Linked DNA regions of Mus musculus: region 1 is linked to region 2. Evidence: chromatin contacts called from public Hi-C data. All regions are on one chromosome and are shown on one strand. Each heading gives the region's core, a stretch centred on a gene start, on an enhancer-like site or on the middle of the called end of the contact. The rest is flanking DNA. Distances are from core to core; before and after follow the strand shown.

Region 1 (5,535 bases), core at 844-3,343, 140 kb after region 2:
TTTGCCCCCTTTTTGCTTGTGTGGGTTTGAGAGAACCTGAGTGCTTTGCCGGATTTGACCAAATTATGAATTAGGAGGTGGGGAGCATCGCAGTGTTCTTAGGGAGACTGGAGGGTACTTGGGGCATAACCACCCTGGCACTACAGATATCTACCCTGCCCAAGAGGGAGAAGTTACAAAGCAGTAGGGATGGGCATTCCTAAACAACCCAGAAAGGAGGGGGTCTGAGAGGGAACCAAGCCAGAACCACAGTCGGTGTGCTTGGATAAGGGTAGATGAGATAGATGTGCTGTAGCCATTGATGGTCACGCTGGCAGCAGTGAAGTTCAGGCCTTCCTTGACTGACTTTCTCTAGGCTCTGGGTGGAGGCAGCAGGTGGGATAGTCTGGAGGGCAGGCGATGGATGACCAGGCTCTTCCAAGCCAAGCGTGCCAGCTCCTGCCAGTGGGGTCATGACCCTCTTGATAAGAAGGGTCATCCTGGGACTCCTTGCAAGTCTACAGATGGCGGCAGAAGGAGCTCCCGGGAACCCGAGGCAGGGCTAAGAGCCCCTGAGAAGAAGCCTGGATGTTTTCAGTTTCCAGGTCCCTTGGGGGCCCAGGGGCAGATTGAGACAGGCTCCTTGCAGGGGAGGTGTTAACAAACAGCAGGTGATTAAACATGACAAGCGGTGACATTTCTGTTCAGGGTTCTCAGTCCCAGCAAAGCCAAGAATGAAGCTATAAACCCTGACATTTTGTGTTATGCACTGAGAGGATTTTAATAGACCTCGTTCCCTCTTCTCCAGTCCTCCTCTTCTCTCCCTCTTCACCACCCCCATCACATCCAGTGTCCCACAGAGCACCCCTCCATTCCATTTTGCCTGACTTTCAGGAGCCATCTGGGCTGTATGGGTCTCTGTACCTGCAGGTCCTGGCCAGATGCCCCCCTCCCCACACCTTCTTGGTTTTGATCTTTCCTGTTGTCCCTCTTCAAACCCCCCTTGCCTCCCTCCACCGTCCACTTTCTCACCTCCTTTTTTTGGGTCCTGATCTCACAGCCTGTCCCTTAGCTGCGGCTGTCCCAGTTGTCAGGGACAGCAGGTGGCTGTCCTTGTGCTCTTTGTGCTCATAACATTTCCAGACAGACTTGAGAGCGGGTGTAGGGAGTTTGTGGGGCTTGGTATGGGCTCTCCCCCATCTTTCTTTTTTAATCTCCTTTTCTCCTTTTTGGGACAAGGACAAGGCAGAGGGAGAAAATTGCTCTACGCTGCAAACAGTTGCTGGGTTTATTCAGAAAGGACTGACCAGCAACAGTTGTTCCTCTTACAGAGAAATGCAGGAACAACTGGGGCCTTCTTTGTTCTCTGGGCAGAGTCCTGTGAAGGGCATTTGGAGGTGAGCCTGGGGCTAAAGAGGGCAAGACACTCACAGTGTCAATTGAGTCCCACCCAGGGAGTCCCCACCCCAGCAAGCAGGAAAGGTTTTTAGAGCTAGGCAGGGTCTGGTTAAGAAGTCAGGCCACACCCTGGGTCCTCCGCTCAGCCCTAGTCAACGCAAGAAGCTCTTAGCGGTCTGTGTTCATTTCAGTAAATATTTATTGGACAGACACTGTGCTGAACAGTAGTTCCGTCCTGTAGATCTCTTGGTCAAATGAGGTGGATGGAGGAGTTGTTACTGTAGAGGGCCTACAAACAAGAACAGGGGTCAGAGATGAGGACCAGAGGAGGGGATGATCTAGAGGGCGTCTCACAAATGATATGGTCACTAGGGCCCCTGAAGGATGCCTAGGAGAAGGGAGGCCAGGCCTAGGATTGAGGTTGGACCCTCTGCGTAGCGGTCAGTGTTCTGGAGGCCTGGGGTATACTGTGTAGCCTCACGGTACTACCTGGCATGGAGGAGAGTTTGAGCTGTGTCATCCCACAGTAGGTGTCTCTAGGACTCAGAACCTATTTTCTTATCTACCCTTCCACCTCTGCCCAGCTGGGCCAGGCACGATGGTCTGGGTAAAGTGGGAATGAAGCTCACCCCAGTTCAGTGGACAGAGAGCCGCAAGAAGTGGGCGGATGCCCATAGACTGTGGCTGTGCAGCCTCTTCTGTCTCTGTCCTTGGGGTGATGAGTCACAGGTAAGGAGGTAAGAGAGACATACAGGCTCGTGTGATGGGCCCAGTGCAGGAAGCAAAGGAACCAGGGCAGCCTTGTGTCACCTTCCTTGCCTGTCACTCAGCAGGATCAGGTAACCTCCAGGAGCCCCCTGAACTCACTCATGTTGCTGCTTCTCTCTCGGTGGTTGGGAAGCGGCGCACAGTGTGTCCTTGTTAGCCTACAGGCTTCCCAAGAGACTTCAGATGGTCCTCTAGGATCCTGAGGGCCAGGTTGAGCAGTGCCAATAGGGACTCAAGATGCATCTGAGAAGCTCGGAGAAGCATCTGAGAAGGAGGGTTGTTTGGACCTGTGTGGATTAGAGGAGGACCAGAGGGGAGCAGATGGGGGGGGGGGTCCTAAGATGCAGGCTCCAAGTTCAGCCGCTCATCCATCAGGAGCTGGCCTCACATCCTGGTGTTAGACGGCCACAGCCACACCAGTAGCCAAGGGCGAACTCTAGGGCCTGTTGTCTGGAAGGGTCTCACACAACCCACGGGGCACCTTTTTCTTTACTGGTTTGCCTCTGCCCAGGAGCTGTGCTGGCACACTGTCCCAGTGTCACATTGGTTCTCTAAAGGAGATCAGGCTGGTTTGCCACCCCAAGAAGAGCTAGGGGGTACAAGGCAGACTTCATACATCACTGACTCCTTTTCCCCACCCCACCCTGCCATTCTGACAGGCTTACTCCAGGTCCGCCTTGACACCAGCCCGTTTGCTCACTTCCCAGAGTCTAGCTGGAACTGTGTAGACCCCCTGAACTGTCATCACTTGACAACTTGGCTGGGGGTCATGGTAGTGAGAGGAGGGGAGAGGAGTCCTGGAGCCCAGGCTTGGCCTACTGCCCCCGAAGGTCCAGAGCCAGGTTTTATTATAATCCCCACATCCTGTTGCAGATCCTTAATCAGCTGGATCCCAGGTTGGGCTGGACCCTGTGGTGTCACTCAGGGCTGTAGCATAGAAAACCTGAAGTGGAGTTTCAGGAGCTGGGGTTGGGGTTATGAGGATAAGGCAGGTGGCAGGGAGGAGAAGGGAGCCGGCCAGCCGAGCACAGGATGTGGACAGAGCCCAGACCCACCACCCACCAACCAGGCTGGGGGAGGAGAAGCAGCTGCTGCAAACTGGGAACTGGCTGGGAGGTGGGGGGGTGGGGGTGGGGGCAAGACACCGCTAGTCTGTGGGGGCTGCCGTGCTGCCTTGTGCCACGGAGACAGCTGGCCCTACAGTCGCTCTGGCAGTGGGCAGTAGCCCTAGCCAGGAGTTGGTAGAGGGAACCCTGGGTGATGTTGGTTCCAGTGTCTATACGGACAGGCTAAACTCCAAGAGTTGGAGTGTTCTTGCTCTGCCAAGAGCTCCTTGGAGGGCAGAGGGCCCAGAGTTAGGAGTCTGGGTAGCCAGGGCCTGAAGCTCTGTTGAGAGGCAGCTGGTAAGGGGAGAACCCTGGGATCAGCTGTTTCTTTCCATAGAGGCAAACCTCCACGTCTACCTGGCCTCTAGTTCAGCCTAGCCCCAATGCCTCCACATGAAGTCTGGGGACGATCTAGGGGACAGTGAGGACACCCCACCTGAACCCTCAGTCTACGGTGTCATGGTAGAAAGGATGAGGGGACATGCAGAAGGCAGCCATAGCCGGAGAATGGAAGGCAGAGTGGGCTGTCTGGCGGCGGGTGGGCAGACGGGTGTCTGTCCTGCCAGGGGCCCGGGCTGGCTCTGTCGACAGCCTCTTTTCTATATGGAAATGAAGAATTTAGGCTAATGGAGCTCAACCATCTCTAATTTTGCGATGGCAGGAGGATTTTGATTGAAAGTAATTAAGCAAGCTAGCTGTAAAATTAATTAAAGCAAAAGGGGGGGATTTTTTATTGGATTGGATAGCGATATAGCGTCTGTCAGGCGGGGGACGGATGGGGGTGACCTGAATCCTCTGCCCTCCCCCCTCCCACTCGGGACGTTTATGTCACTTTAATCTCCTTACAGCGGCTGCTGTGCATTTGTTTGAAATAATCAAGGAAATATGGTCAGAAATTGTCAGCTTTCAGATCTAATTTACCTGACGGCCCCTGCGCAAGCCAGCGAGGCCTGGGGAGTGAGCAGGCGTGAGCGGTGGGGGAGCCGAGTGGGCTCCAAACACACTGGGCTCCTCAGCCCACACCCCGGGGCCCAGGCACCCTCCAAGGGGGAGGGAGGGTACTCCTAGGTGGGGCGGGGTGAGGCGGGGGGCGGGGGCTCCTTTCTGGAACAGGCACCCCCCCACACCCACCTGCTGCCTCATCCCCACACTAACCAGCTTTAGGGTTTAGGGAATATAGGATTAGGGAGGGGTGATTGTAATTCCTTATTCCAGATGGCTGACAACTGCTAAACCCATCCACCAGGGCCACGGTTTTAAAAATACTCCTAAATTAGTCCCCTCATGTCCTCCTCACTGTCGGTAAAGGGATTGAGGCAGTAGGCCACAGAGATGGTGAGGAGGTGCTGCCGACTGTCACAAGCTGCCTCCTCACCTCTTCTGGGGCTATGCCTATGACCCAGGCTCTGTCTGTCCCAGGCCCTTTTCCTGATTCCTAGATAGTTCTTGCCCTACTTCCCTTCCACAGCACAGCCAGCCCCAAAGGATTGTGGGAACACAGTCCCGGCAACAGGAAGGCCCCTTCCACAGTCTCGTCATTGTCAGTGGATAAACCAGGACAGAGCCCTTGTAGATCTAGGGTGCTGGACTTCCTACCCTGTACCCTGTACCCCAGAAGTTCTGCTTAGAGCTGTTGCAGTTCTTGGAGGGGTGGAAGAGTGTGAGACCTGATACTCCCAGCAGGGAACTTCTGCGGGGACCAAGGAGAGACTCAGGGACAGTTAGTGTCCAAGGTTGTGGAAGGTCCCTTAAGCAGAAGGGGGCCTGGTATCTTCTGGGCAAGAGAGAAATTGGGTCCCTTGCTCTGTCTGATCCTGGGCAGAGACTGACCCTGGCTTTCAGCAAAATCCCCTTAGGCCTTGGCCTTGTAGTTCTGAAGTTTGGTGCAGATCTAAAAAGCCTCCATCTTGGTAGCTATTCTCTAGTGTGGGAGGGCACATGGCTTCCCTCCATCAGAGATCTCCTTGTCCAGCTGACACTCCATGCCTGTGCCCCTGGGGGCAGACAGCAGGTTGAGGGTTCTAGAAACAGTTCTAGCTTGTCCACTGTAGAGCATACTCAATAGAAGGGCTCTTCCCCGCCTGCCTTCCTTGGTGCTACCCAGACACTCTCTGCCTTGTCCCCTACCAGTGTTCCCCTACCCTGGAGGTGCCACACACCCCCACGCCCCCAGCACAGCTCTGGGGCAGGGTGACTCAGGATGCGTCCACCAGCAGTAAGGGAGTGTGAGCACCTTGCCAGCCAATGGAGGGCAGCAGCTGAGGGCTGGGGGACCATCACCTGC
Region 2 (6,052 bases), core at 1,956-4,455:
CCCTCAAATTTGTACATTCGTTCATATACACAAGTGACCTTACAATTGTTACTCTGTACATCCTCACAGGAGACATGCCTGTGCACACTTATCCCTGACTGTGCACTTGTGTATCATCCAGTCCTCTTTCAGAAGGCTGCCCAGGGGGACTGGCGGTCAGACTCTGGGCTAGTTTGCTGTGGGTTTTCCTGATTGGGGGGGGGTGGGGGTGGCGCACCACAAGCAGCCGTGCCAGCCTCTGGGCTGGGCGGGAGGTGCTTTGGGATAATGCCTCCCTCAGGAAGCAGTAATTGAGGGGTAGTGAATTAGATAATCAACACCGCCAGGAAGTGGGGATGTGCCCGGGTTGCCTTTGTTCCTAGAATGAGCATACCACAGTGCCACGCTGTGCTGGGGAAGGAAGGGAGGGGACCTAGTCAGGCTGGGAGCAGGAATTCCCTTACCCATCATCCACGGCCATACCCACAGCAGAGTGAGCTGGACATCGTTAGGCTCCCAGCCCACCCGTGGGGAGGTTCTCAGAGCCTGTTGGACCCTGGAGGGGTCTGGGAGCTGCCTGGTTATTCTATCACTGTTTACTCTCCAGTGTGTCGTAGAGGCTTCAAAACCCTCAGCAATGAGGTGGGCTTGAGTTCAAATCTTACCTCCTCTACACTACTTGTATAAACTCTTTGCCTCCCCAGCCGTTTCCCATGACTCTTCCTGCAGATGACATGTTCCCGTGAGGGTCACCAAACACTATTAATTGTATTTGCCCACACGACAACGACGAGAACGACGACCTTGGGCCCCTCTCCCATGCCAGGTGGAGAGGCCTTTAGGACAGTCTTGCCAAGTCTTCCTACCAACTCCATGAAGTCAGGCCTTTGGTCATTACTCTTCCTATTTATAGATGACTGAACTCAGGCATGGGCAATAATTCAAATGCCTGGGGTGGTGCTCTAGGAAGAGACAAAGCCTGCGCTTGAACCCAGATATCGTGCAGGACCCACAGGTCCCAGGCTACGTGATATCTCATCGCCCCCAATATGCAGTTACAGCAGTGGCGTGGAAGTGAACAGCCACCCTTTCCAGCAAGCCTCACGTTCTTTTCCTCTAAACAAGATACCATGGGCTCCCTCACACACTCCTGAGAACTGCTTTCCATCGGCAGGGGGTGGAGTGGGGTGTGTTGCGGGGTGTGCTGGACATTAGGAAGTTCCCACACAGACTTCCAACATAATCTCTGTGACTGTGTTCTTAGGCCTTGGTCTGGGAGTGTGGACACAAGGACTTCATCACCACCTCTGTCCTTGACAGGGCAGTGATTGGCTCTCTACGCTCATTTGGGCCCCATTCCCACTGCATGGCTGCAAACACTCGGGTCAGGGATGATATAACCTTCTCCGGGCCTCAGTTTCCTCTCTGTAACACAAGCGGCTAGGACTCTCTCCCATCCATTCTCAGGTCTCCCATTTCCAACCCCACAGATCCCTGGTGCTTTGAGGTCAAGGTCAGAGTTAGTAGGACTCAGCTGGGCAGAGCATAGCTGGTGAGGGGACATGTTCCTTCTCCAGTGTCTCTGCCCTACTTTCTGATGAAGGATAAACTACTGTCAGGGTGAAGGAAATAGACACCCAACAGCCCCCTAGAAGGCACCCAGAAGGTTCCCAGGACAGGAGGGCAGAACTGTCACAAGGCAGAACTTCTCACTGTAAAGTGGTATTCCCAGAGGCTACTGGAAACCCACTCGAATGACATGTGGGCAGTGTGAACACCCTATGCTGAGTGTACCACCTCATTCTAGTCCCAACAGCAGCACCCACAAGGCAGGACTCTTTACCACCTACCTGTTGGCCCCTCTGCCTGGCATGCTTGGTCTCTTCTGAGACTGCCCACTTTTCTCAAGCTGTAGCCCCCTTTGACTACAGCGGCGGGGGGGGGGGGCGTGGGAGGGGACAAACAGAGAGTTCTCGGGAGTAGTTGGAACCCGGATGGCTATAGAGTCCAGCCTTTGTATGATCCCCCAGCTGAGAAGCACACAGGCATCTCCCCCTGGCAACCTCAGTCCCAGCTAGGTTCTGTGTCCCTCTCTAGGAGGTGGTAGGCAGTCAGTATGCCCACCTACTCTGGGACCAGAGGCAGGGAGGGGAGGGGCCGCGGGCCTGGGAGAAGCCTGGCTGTTCCCCTCTGCCCCTCTAGAGATCCTGCTCCCTACCCTAGACTGGAAACCTGACACCCGGAGGCCCATCTGCTCACTGCCCTCGGTTCACAGCCCCTGGAGGCCTCTGTGCCAGAGGCAGCCTAGCCGTGATTGTTCCCTGCTGAATGGGCAGGCCTGGTGCCCACACCAGGTGCACCATTGTGATGGTCTTGACACCTGCCTGGCGGGTCGCAGGGCCCACAAGCATGGCGATCCTAGCCTGGCTGAGCAGAACTGCCTACCAGCCTCCTGGAGTTGGGCTAAGGAGTTCCAGGTCCCTCGTGCTCTCACGGTGTGTGTGTGTGGGGGGGGGGGGTTAAGTACCCCAATCACAGTTTGTATCTCCGTTTGCCAGAATGAAGGGGGACGCTTTGTCCCCTCTTCCACTTACGATTTCAGCCCCGATAGAGGGAGGGGGTGCACCCTCAATTTCTTGACTGTAAAATGGGAATAAGAGAAGAAGCCACCAAAATGAGCAGCTGGAAGATCAAAAGCCACACTGAGCGATGGGGAAAAGCAGTTACTACAATTCAGACTTGCAGTATGCAGGCAGGGACCTCGGGGAGCTGGGCTCAGCCCCACAGGCCCGCCCAGAGCCCTGGCTGCCCCCCTGCCTGCCTCCCCTTGCCCGGCCTCCCGCCCCGCTCTATGAAAATTTAATGCCGGGTAATGACAGTCTGGGCTAATGAAAGAGGCTTCTCTTCTGGCAAAAAGAGAAAAACAAACAAAAATCAACAACCTGCAAGGGGGCATTAACTTTTCATGAGCTCTCTCCCCAGTGACACCCCGCCCCGGCTCACCCCGGGCAGCGCCAAGCCCCCTCCTTCCCTATTTCTCTCAGGAGCCAGGCTGGGCTGAAAGAGTGAGGACGCAGCTGGAGGGGTCCTGATTCTTTGAGAGTGTCTTCTTGGGGTTTCTTTGTGGGACACCTGCCAGTCTTAGGGAAGAGGGAGCTCTAAGGGTTTGGGGGAGCTTCCGTGGAGGGCTCTGGGGGTGGAGTACCAGCGCCGGGCAGCAGGTGGGAGTGGATGCAGTCCAGAGCTAGTGAGAGAGGAAAGGATGAGTTCAGGGGTCCGGTTCCGGTCTCAACAACCTGCAATAAGCCTCGCCCCCCAGTCCTAGCTCCCCTGTGCCTGACTGCAAATGGCTAGAGAAAAGGGCACGAAGCGCCGCTCTTTCTCTCTCTTTGTGGTGTCCTGGAGAGCCATTGGCTGCTGCCTGTGATATCCTGAGAGATGCGACAATTAATTTTCTTTTAATCAAGGTCGGATGAAGTAAATCGGCGCGGCTGTGCAGCCCTTCATTTTCTGTTTTTGCAGTGGTGCAAAACAAATATGATCAAATTATACTCCTTCTCACCTTATTGAATTAGGAAGCATGACTGATCAGAGGGAGTGGAGATGCACGATACTAGGTGGAGCGCCCCCTCTTTCCCTGACCCAGCTTCCATCTCTCGGGGGTCACTGGGACTTAGGGACCCCTGGAGGATAACAGAAGACAGTACTCAGCATAGTGGGTGCTCAGCAAAGGCATGTGAAAGAATGAATGAATGAGTTGAATGAATGAATGATGCAGTGATAACCTTGGGTCCTTTATGGCTTTTAAATTTTTAGTGTGTGTGTGTGTGTTCAAGTATGTGCATGCTGTGACATCTTTTTAGGTCACAGAACAACTTTTGGGAGTCCTCTCACCCATATGAGTTCTGGGAACTGAACTAAGTGGTTAGGCAGAACGTCTCTGCCAGCTTTCCACCTTTGCTTTGCTTTTTTTTTTTTTTTTTAAGACAGGGTTTCTATTTGTAGCCCTGGCTGTCCTGGAACTCACTCTGTAGACCAGGCTGGCCTCGAACTCAGAAATCCACCTGCCTCTGGCTCCTGAGTACTGGTATTAAAGGTGTGTGCCACCACTGCCCAGTCCACCTTTGCTTTTGAGGCAGGCAGGGTCTCTCTGCTGCACTGGCGTTTGCTTTATCACTGTTGCTGTGATAAAGAGCTCTGGAGAGGGCTTGCTTCAGCTTGTACTTCCAGGTCACAGTCCATCACCGAGAGAAGTCAGCGAGCTCACGCAGGAACTGAAGCAGAGTCCAGGAAGTGCTGTGTCCTGGCCGGTTATCTGGCTTGTACCCAGTTAGCTTTCTTACACAACCCAGACCCACCTGCCTGGGGATGGTGCCACCCACAGTGGGCTTGGCCCTTCCCCATCAGTCATAAGTCAAGATACTCTTTCACAGCAGTGGCCACAGGCCCATCTGATCTGGGAAGTTCCTCAATTGAGCTTCCCTCTTCCAAGGTGACTCTATGGTTACATAAAAACTAACCAGCGCAGCTGGGTGCCCCAGGCTCACTGGCCTGCTAGCTTTTGGGGGAATTCGTCAACCCCTGTCTCTAGCCTCACTGAAGGATTGCTGGAGTTACAGACATGCACCATAGTGTCCAGATTCTGCAAAAATCTCAGGGATTCGAACTCAGGTTGTTAGGTTTGTGCAGCAGACACCTTTTAGCCATTTATCTCTCCCCGTTGAGACAGAGCTGTATATGGGCCAGGCTGGCCTCAAACATGTGGCTGTGGATGATCTCAGACTCCTGGTCCTCCTGCTTCTGTCTTCCCAGGGCTGGGATTACAGGGGGAGCTGCCATGCCCAGTTCGTGTGGGGCATATTAGGCAAGCCCTCTACCAGATGACAGCCATCACTGAGAAAACGTTTGGGAGAATCTGAAAGGGTAAATTGGCGTTGGCTCAGGGACCTCAGGGAGAGAGCTGCCAAGGTCCTCTAAGATTAGAGTTTGCCTAGAAGGAGAGTCACCTGGGCCCAGGTCTCGGCTCCATCCTAAGACATATTAGTTTTTTTTGTCACCGACCTTAAACTGAGGATGAACATGTCAATCAAGCCGGGGCTAGATGAGGTAACAGTCTATGGGAGATGACCTCACACAGTGGGCGTGCAGCGCCCGTCACCTGGCATCATCACCTTTTATTAACATGTGTTTATTTCTGATACAAAAAGCAGTTGGGCTGGGTTGGGAAAGGCCCTGAGTACCGTGCCCAGAAAGAGATGGCTTTCCCACCCTGTGGTGGGCCTGACCCATGGTACTCAGAGCAGAGCAGGCAATGTAGGTGTCTACATATGAATTCATCTTGCAGATGCCAGGAGATGGGGAAGGCCCTCCTGAGCGTCCTCTTCTAGAGTGAAGTCCTTCTAACCCAGGGCTTAGATGGGCTATTCCCCTTCTATGTGGGTCTCTGCCTACCTTGAGGTTGCTGGGGGCCTTCTGATGTGTGGTGCTAAGGGTTTGTGGAAATGTCCTGCCTCTGTGCTGTGGTCACAATTCTGCGGTGGAGGAGGGGTCACTGATAACACACACGGTCATTGTTCTTTGGAAGATTTCAGCCTGGCTCATCACACACGGTGATAAATCCCAGGGAGAAGCAAGCAAGGTGATACCTACACATGAGCACATACACACTCATAGAGAAAGAAGGCACAGGAGGGTTGGGGGAAGGGAAGGGAAGAGGAAAGGGGAGGGAGAAGAAGCCTCCAGAAGCAAAGCTGCTAACCCAGGGCTTGGATGGAGATGAGCGGCTTAGACAGCATACTGAGCCAGCATGGGGGGGGGTGGGGGGGCTTGGGAGAGGCAGAGAGTTTCTGATTTTCGGGGGAGTCACAGTGAAGGCGAAGAGAAAGGGAATTTATCTGGAAGGTTCAGGGCTGAGGTGAATCCCTGGGGCATACGGACAGATGGATCCGTTTGTCATCCGTTTGTCATTCCAGAGAGTGAGGCCTATAAGAATCAACCTCAACCTCTGAGACCCAAAAATCTCTGGAAAGCCTCTCTGAGTACACCAGGGTCCACCTAGGCCCATAGAAGTCTC

The links. A called contact is a pair of places that touch in the nucleus more often than the background predicts.
Region 1: a contact with region 2 is called in a Hi-C map of the N1E-115 cell line, with 2.6 times the contacts expected there. The contact joins two enhancer-like sites. A contact is called at or near these places in 6 of 39 promoter capture datasets (the C10 cell line, cranial neural crest, frontonasal cranial neural crest and 3 more), 1 of 484 Hi-C or Micro-C datasets (the N1E-115 cell line), 15 of 115 datasets of contacts at active chromatin or transcription factors (differentiating embryonic stem cells, double positive thymocytes, embryonic basal ganglia and 7 more) and 1 of 9 other capture datasets (adipose tissue).

What each region holds. Positions count from the first base shown.
Region 1 is chr4:148,911,953-148,917,487 of GRCm38.p6, forward strand. All of the region lies in intron 4 of Casz1 (castor zinc finger 1), which reads left to right. Gm15969 (a long non-coding RNA gene) reads right to left here. Exons shown (of 3, transcript XR_003955174.1): 2 at 2,245-2,432; 3 at 1,618-1,666. Among named protein-coding and RNA genes, the nearest start is that of Gm15969, 3.1 kb to the right of the region's middle. Within about 2 kb of position 2,094, at least 20 of the 459 cell types and tissues checked have an H3K27ac peak or open chromatin away from gene starts, as enhancers often do. A contact at or near this core is called in the N1E-115 cell line, where this site is marked.
Region 2 is chr4:148,768,521-148,774,572 of GRCm38.p6, forward strand. No RefSeq gene overlaps it. Among named protein-coding and RNA genes, the nearest start is that of Gm42350, 13 kb to the right of the region's middle. Within about 2 kb of position 3,206, at least 46 of the 459 cell types and tissues checked have an H3K27ac peak or open chromatin away from gene starts, as enhancers often do. A contact at or near this core is called in the N1E-115 cell line, where this site is marked.